2 separate regions of the Mus musculus genome follow, and region 2 is linked to region 1. The links are chromatin contacts, called in public Hi-C maps. All regions are on one chromosome and are shown on one strand. The core of a region is the stretch at or near the end of the contact, and the rest is flanking DNA. Distances in the headings are between cores, read along the strand shown. Region 1 overlaps Rpgrip1l (Rpgrip1-like). Region 2 overlaps Fto (fat mass and obesity associated).

What was found. Hi-C and Micro-C count contacts between places; a contact is called where the count stands out from the background.
Region 2: a Hi-C map of uterus shows a contact between it and region 1, with 4 times the contacts expected there. The contact joins two enhancer-like sites. A contact is called at or near these places in 3 of 484 Hi-C or Micro-C datasets (cortical neurons, embryonic stem cells and uterus) and 1 of 115 datasets of contacts at active chromatin or transcription factors (fibro-adipogenic progenitors).

What each region holds. Positions count from the first base shown.
Region 1 is chr8:91,217,095-91,219,742 of GRCm38.p6, forward strand. It overlaps Rpgrip1l (Rpgrip1-like), which reads right to left. Exons shown (of 26, transcript NM_173431.2): 26 at 1-2,648. All of the region lies in intron 2 of Gm36243 (a long non-coding RNA gene), which reads left to right. Among named protein-coding and RNA genes, the nearest start is that of Gm36243, 7.8 kb to the left of the region's middle. Within about 2 kb of position 1,322, at least 30 of the 459 cell types and tissues checked have an H3K27ac peak or open chromatin away from gene starts, as enhancers often do. A contact at or near this core is called in uterus, where this site is marked.
Region 2 is chr8:91,375,553-91,378,200 of GRCm38.p6, forward strand. All of the region lies in intron 1 of Fto (fat mass and obesity associated), which reads left to right. Among named protein-coding and RNA genes, the nearest start is that of Fto, 63 kb to the left of the region's middle. Within about 2 kb of position 1,354, at least 90 of the 459 cell types and tissues checked have an H3K27ac peak or open chromatin away from gene starts, as enhancers often do. A contact at or near this core is called in uterus, where this site is marked.

The DNA.
Region 1 (2,648 bases), core at 72-2,571:
TTTTGCAATCCTGTACATAAGGAAATCATTCTAAATTCAGCAACAGTGCCAGCTTGACTAAAAAAAGTTATTTTCCATATCCACAAAAATGTTAATCAGATTCTTGTTAGAACATGTGTAAGAGCTGGTTTTCATTGTCACAGCTCTTGATGTCAGATTACTAAAATAATTTATGTTTTGTTGTGGGAACATTGGTGCACGCAGAGTCTCCCAAATCACATGACCACGTCTCAGCCCACACTTCTTCATGACACATAGAAATTATTTGTGTTCTGTGGTAACAAATGAATGGCAGGAACAGCAGAATTTCAATGTGGCCTTTCTTTATTTGATTAAACATAGACTCTATTTATTCTTAAAAAAACTAATTTAAGTTAAATGGCAACAAACCATGATAATTCAGAAAACATGTTGAAACCGAGAGTGAAGAGAAATATTCTCTACGTAAACCACACTGTAAACCATAAAACTTATTTTTGTCAACTGCTTCTCATGACAGTGGCTGGGAATTTGACATTTCTACTACAGTAGGCAAAAAAACCATGTATAATACACTGTCCCACACGCCACATCACATCTCTATTTATATTTCCAAACTAAAAGCATTACAGCTCTAGAGTGCTGAGTGTACTGTGCAGTTACTGAGAGCTGCAAGTTCTCCTCCAGGGCTGTGTCTGTGTGAGTGGAACCCCCACTTCCCAGCCATCCTCTACAGAGCAAGCCTGGTTCACAGAGGACAGCACAGCACTTTAAACCAGTGGAGGTGAACTTTTCAATGAACTCTGGTTAACACACATCTAGACAAAGATGCCAGTGCACTTCAAGTGAGGACACTCACTTGATCTCTCTCTTCAGAACCCGTTAGTCACCGTTATATGTGAAGTCAGTACCGGGAACGCTGGCAGGAGTCTGAGGCTGAGAACTTTAAAGCTAGTAGATATAAGAGAAGCCTGGATAATCCACAATCTTACCTGAGGTATAAATATGACACAGCTGACTCACGTGTAGAAGGTCTTTGGATTGTAACTTCCTGTCTCCACTTAACGACGGACGCTAAGAAGTCAGCACCACCCCGTTCCCCCCCCAGAGAAAGCATTATTTAGTTTTGGATATAACATTTTAAACAATAATGCCTGCCTCCTAGGAGCACACCACAATAAATGTCTCAAACCCACTCGGCTAATCCTAGGGTATAATCTGGCTGTTTTAAATTACTGCAGGGAATATTATGGGTCTTAATGACACTGTAGCTGCACAAAGCCAAAGAAAGCTAGAAAGGGAGGCCAAGAAGATGAGCTCAGAGCCAGCTAAAGTGACAACAAACATGTGGTTGTTTACTAGAACTGGAGAGCCTTTGTCTGCAGATGTTTGTGGTCACTGGAAGGTTCCAGAGGAATGAGTTGTTATGAAGATTTTTCAGTCTGATGAGAGCAAGATTCTTCTTGGAGATGGCAGGCCTGAGGACAGGGGTGCCCAGTGGTACAGACAGAATTTATAGAGTTCTGTGGTCAGATCATACTCTACTGGTCCCACAGAGTGCGCCAACAAATTAATATCGTACGGATGTCATTTCAAAGCCTCCCAAGGAGGAGTCATCACCGAAGCTGTTGGAGCACAGATGGTTCAGCTATACGCTGATATTCATACTTGCATTTTTGCATTATAGCTGCTTTTCCCCCTGTTGAACTGTAATGAATTGTCTCATAATCTGTTCCATCTTCCTGCCATTAGCAGGCTTTGAATGTTCACAAATAGGAGCAAAGAACTCATTTTCCAGGACTTTAATCACACAAAGAGGGAATGCCTAATTCTCTAAATGAAATGGTCTGTGATCACTGAAGCAGAGATTTAATATAGCACGGCAAATTAGGTAGATTTTAATAAATTACTTATCTCCCTGAATACTTTACATATGCTTAAAAAGGAATAGCCTGTTTGCAAACAGTGAAAACCCACAGCCTATAAAAATCCTTTGAAGAAAATGACAAATAAAAAAGTAAATTAAAAAATGAAATGCATTATATCTCAGACCCCCAGAGACAATTCCTTTGCAGCACTGATTCACAGCTCCATTAAAAATATCAATTAAACCCTTCAGCGAGACTGCGTAAAAGCGAGAAATTAACTTTTGGAGCTGCTTTCTGAGGGTCTGGATATCCAGATACATCCCAGCACTGAATAAGCTTGATTGATGTAAGTTTAAAAATGATAAAGGGCCTCCTTTCATATCTAAGCATTTTAGAATTTGAGCCATACTTTAATTTTTTTCTATACAATAACTTTAATTTTTAAAGTATAGATTTCCTGTGCATCTATCTATCTATCCATCCATCCATCCATCTTTATATGAATACAACCCTGGATCCAGCATCAGCATCAAAAATGCACTGATACCACATAACCTGGAACAACTACAATGTTTATAAAGAAACAAAATAGGACTGGGAGTAACTTAATAAGTTGGTGCCAAGTCTCCTTCTTTATATTTAATTGATAGAAACTGTATGCATCAAAGAAAATGCATACTGAGCTTTAATGTGCATAAAGTAGATATTAGCATTTTAAAGAGGGAGATTAACACATTAATCCAAGTAATTTTCATATATTGCTTCTAATAAAATCTTCACAGTATAAAAGTCTTAATGAGA
Region 2 (2,648 bases), core at 104-2,603, 160 kb after region 1:
CTAGGCCAGCGCCTAGCACTGCAGCAGTGCTCAGGGCTCTTTTGGAGGGAGGAGGTACGATGGTTATTTCTTAGCCTAGCCAGTTGGTGCCTGGTCGGAGTGATGAATGGTGCAGTGTGGGAAAACTAGCCTCCGCTGGGCTCCTCAGCAGTCATTTAGGGGTGGTTCTAGAGTTGTCTGAAACGGACTACACTCGGGGCTGCTGCTTGTGGTCTCGGGTATCTTGTCCATGTCAAAGCTTGCCTTGTTTCTTTACTTGGAATCTGAAAAATGCTCAGGCTCAGACTCCTTCTCAAGTTGCATTTGGTCTCATCACCCTTGGCTTCCAGGGGCCTGAGACAATGGGACTGTTTATTGTCCTTGTCTTTTTTTACTCTTTTGGAGTTCAACTAATTTAACCCACAATAAAGTTAATCCTCACTTCTTTGGGACAGTCAAGACTAACATATTAGCTGTTTTCAGGACCATTTTCATGAAAGCAAGTGTGTTGTTCCACTGGCTCTCGGGGCTGACATATGCAGTTGATGGCTGTTTAGAAGTCAGGTTTCAGAGCAAACCACAACTGCCCTGGGTTACTGAAGTTCTCTTTAATGTTGGCTGTGAGCATGTGTGTGTCAAACATGAGGGAGTGGGATTACCTTACTATGTGTATGTTAGAGGGAGCAAGGGAGGGAGGGAGCAAAAGAAGGAGGGAAGTGTGTGTGTGTGTGTGTGTATGTGTGTGCACATGAGAGGGAGAGGGAGAGAGAGAGAACATGCTGTTGGAATTGAAGCTTTTACTGTCAATGAAAGCACACTGGTTAAATGCCTAGATGCCAGGGCGGGGGTACGTGGATCTGAGTACTGGCTTTGCTGCTTTCTAATTATGTAACTTAAGGCAAGTTGCTGAATTTCTCTGTTCCTTCCTTTTCCTGTCTTATCAAGTGAACAAAACTATGGTAGCGGCATTGAGGTTGCTCTAAGGCTCCAGTGTGTTGATTTGGATAAACTGTTTAGAACAAAGCTTTGTGCGTAACCAGTCTTTACTCGCCATTTCTAGCAGCAATTAGCAATTGCACAAAATTAGAAGAAGAGGAAACATAGTCGTTAAGCCATGTCAAGCATGGCCATGCGTGTGAAATGCTTTAGGAGCTATGGCTAGTCCTGCGGGTTTGTGTTACGAGTTTAGGGAGGTGTCTGTTGTAACAAAAACTACGTGAAGATTCTGCATGACGTCTTAAATGTAGTTTTGATTTCTTGCTTATGTAGTAGCGAGGGATACTTGGCTTCATGCATTCTGTCAGTAGGAACCTTGGCGGGCTCCACAGAAGGCTGCAGAGGTCACCTCAGGTTATCTCCGCTGAAGCCAGCGGGGAGGGAGAGCAGGCAGGGCCGTGTGTAGGAGCGTTTTTATGGGCCAGCTCTGGCTGTGGCACTCAACACATCTGTTCCCACTCCTCTGGCCAGAGCTGGGCGGGAAGGAGGAGAGCGAGCAGGAGCTGCCGTTCGTCCTCCGCATGTTCCTCAGGAGTCTAGAGATGGAGAAGTGAGAAAAGCCTTGTCTCCAGACTCTGAACTGAAACTGCACAACTGTCCCATTGGGGGTTTGTGAAATGCAGTCTTACAGCAGCTTCCAAAGATGACACTTATTTTATGCACACACACACAAAAAAGTGACTACATTGGATAATAATTTGTAAGTGTTTTCTAATTTCCAAGAGAGGTTGCTCTAGGGCTCCAGAGTGTTGATTTGGAGTTTCTAAGAAAATCATTAAGGGGTTTTCCAGGCCAAATAAGTTTTAAAGTAAAATGTTTTAAAAAACTGCTCACTTTCTTAAATTGTAAAGAAGTGTTAATGGGAAATGTGGGCGAAATTTAATCTGTTTATCCTGCTGGTGAGTGGGCCTTCAAAGGCCTCAGGGTGTGGTTTGCCAACAAAGGCCTTCAGCGGCCCTGCTGGTGGCTCGCGGTCACATTTTGCATTCTGAGCCTTTAGATATTTTGCTCCCTTACATTCCTCTCTTTTATTCCTTTATTTTCTGATAAAATATTTGCTCCGGTGAAACCTAAGAACAGGAATCACACTGCATTTAATAACACAGGGGCTTGGTCTGGTGAATTCCGTGCCAGAGAGGAACAGTGTCTTGTGTGGTTTTGTCTCTGTTTTTCTTTCTCCATTTGTGTACATGTAGGCATGTACGCATGTGTGTTCATGCGTGAGGAGGCCAAGGTTGCTATCACACATTACACGATTACTTCCATGTGTAGAACAGGTAAGCCAATGGAGGTAGGAGATAATGGCTGCCAAGACATAGGAAGAGAAAGGAGGGAAGAGTTAGGCCTGGTGGATGACTGAATGATTCGGTGGCTGTACTGACATGTACGCTTCAGAAGCAGAAACTGTAAGACGTGAGCACTGAAACCAGAAGGTCCATGACTTAGCCTTCTCTCTGCTCTGATCCCTAATGACCCCTTTGGCTTGTCTGTTTATATTCTCCTCCTTTTGTTCATTATCTGCCTAGATTGTGGTCCACGCTCTTCCTGTAGTGGGGCCCATGCTCCCTGTCTCCGCTTCTCTCTACTTCTCTCCTACAACATACCTGCATGCCTGCCTCTGCTTTCTCCTGGGTCTCTCTTCTGTCTGGTCGTAGTAATGCAGAGCAGATCTC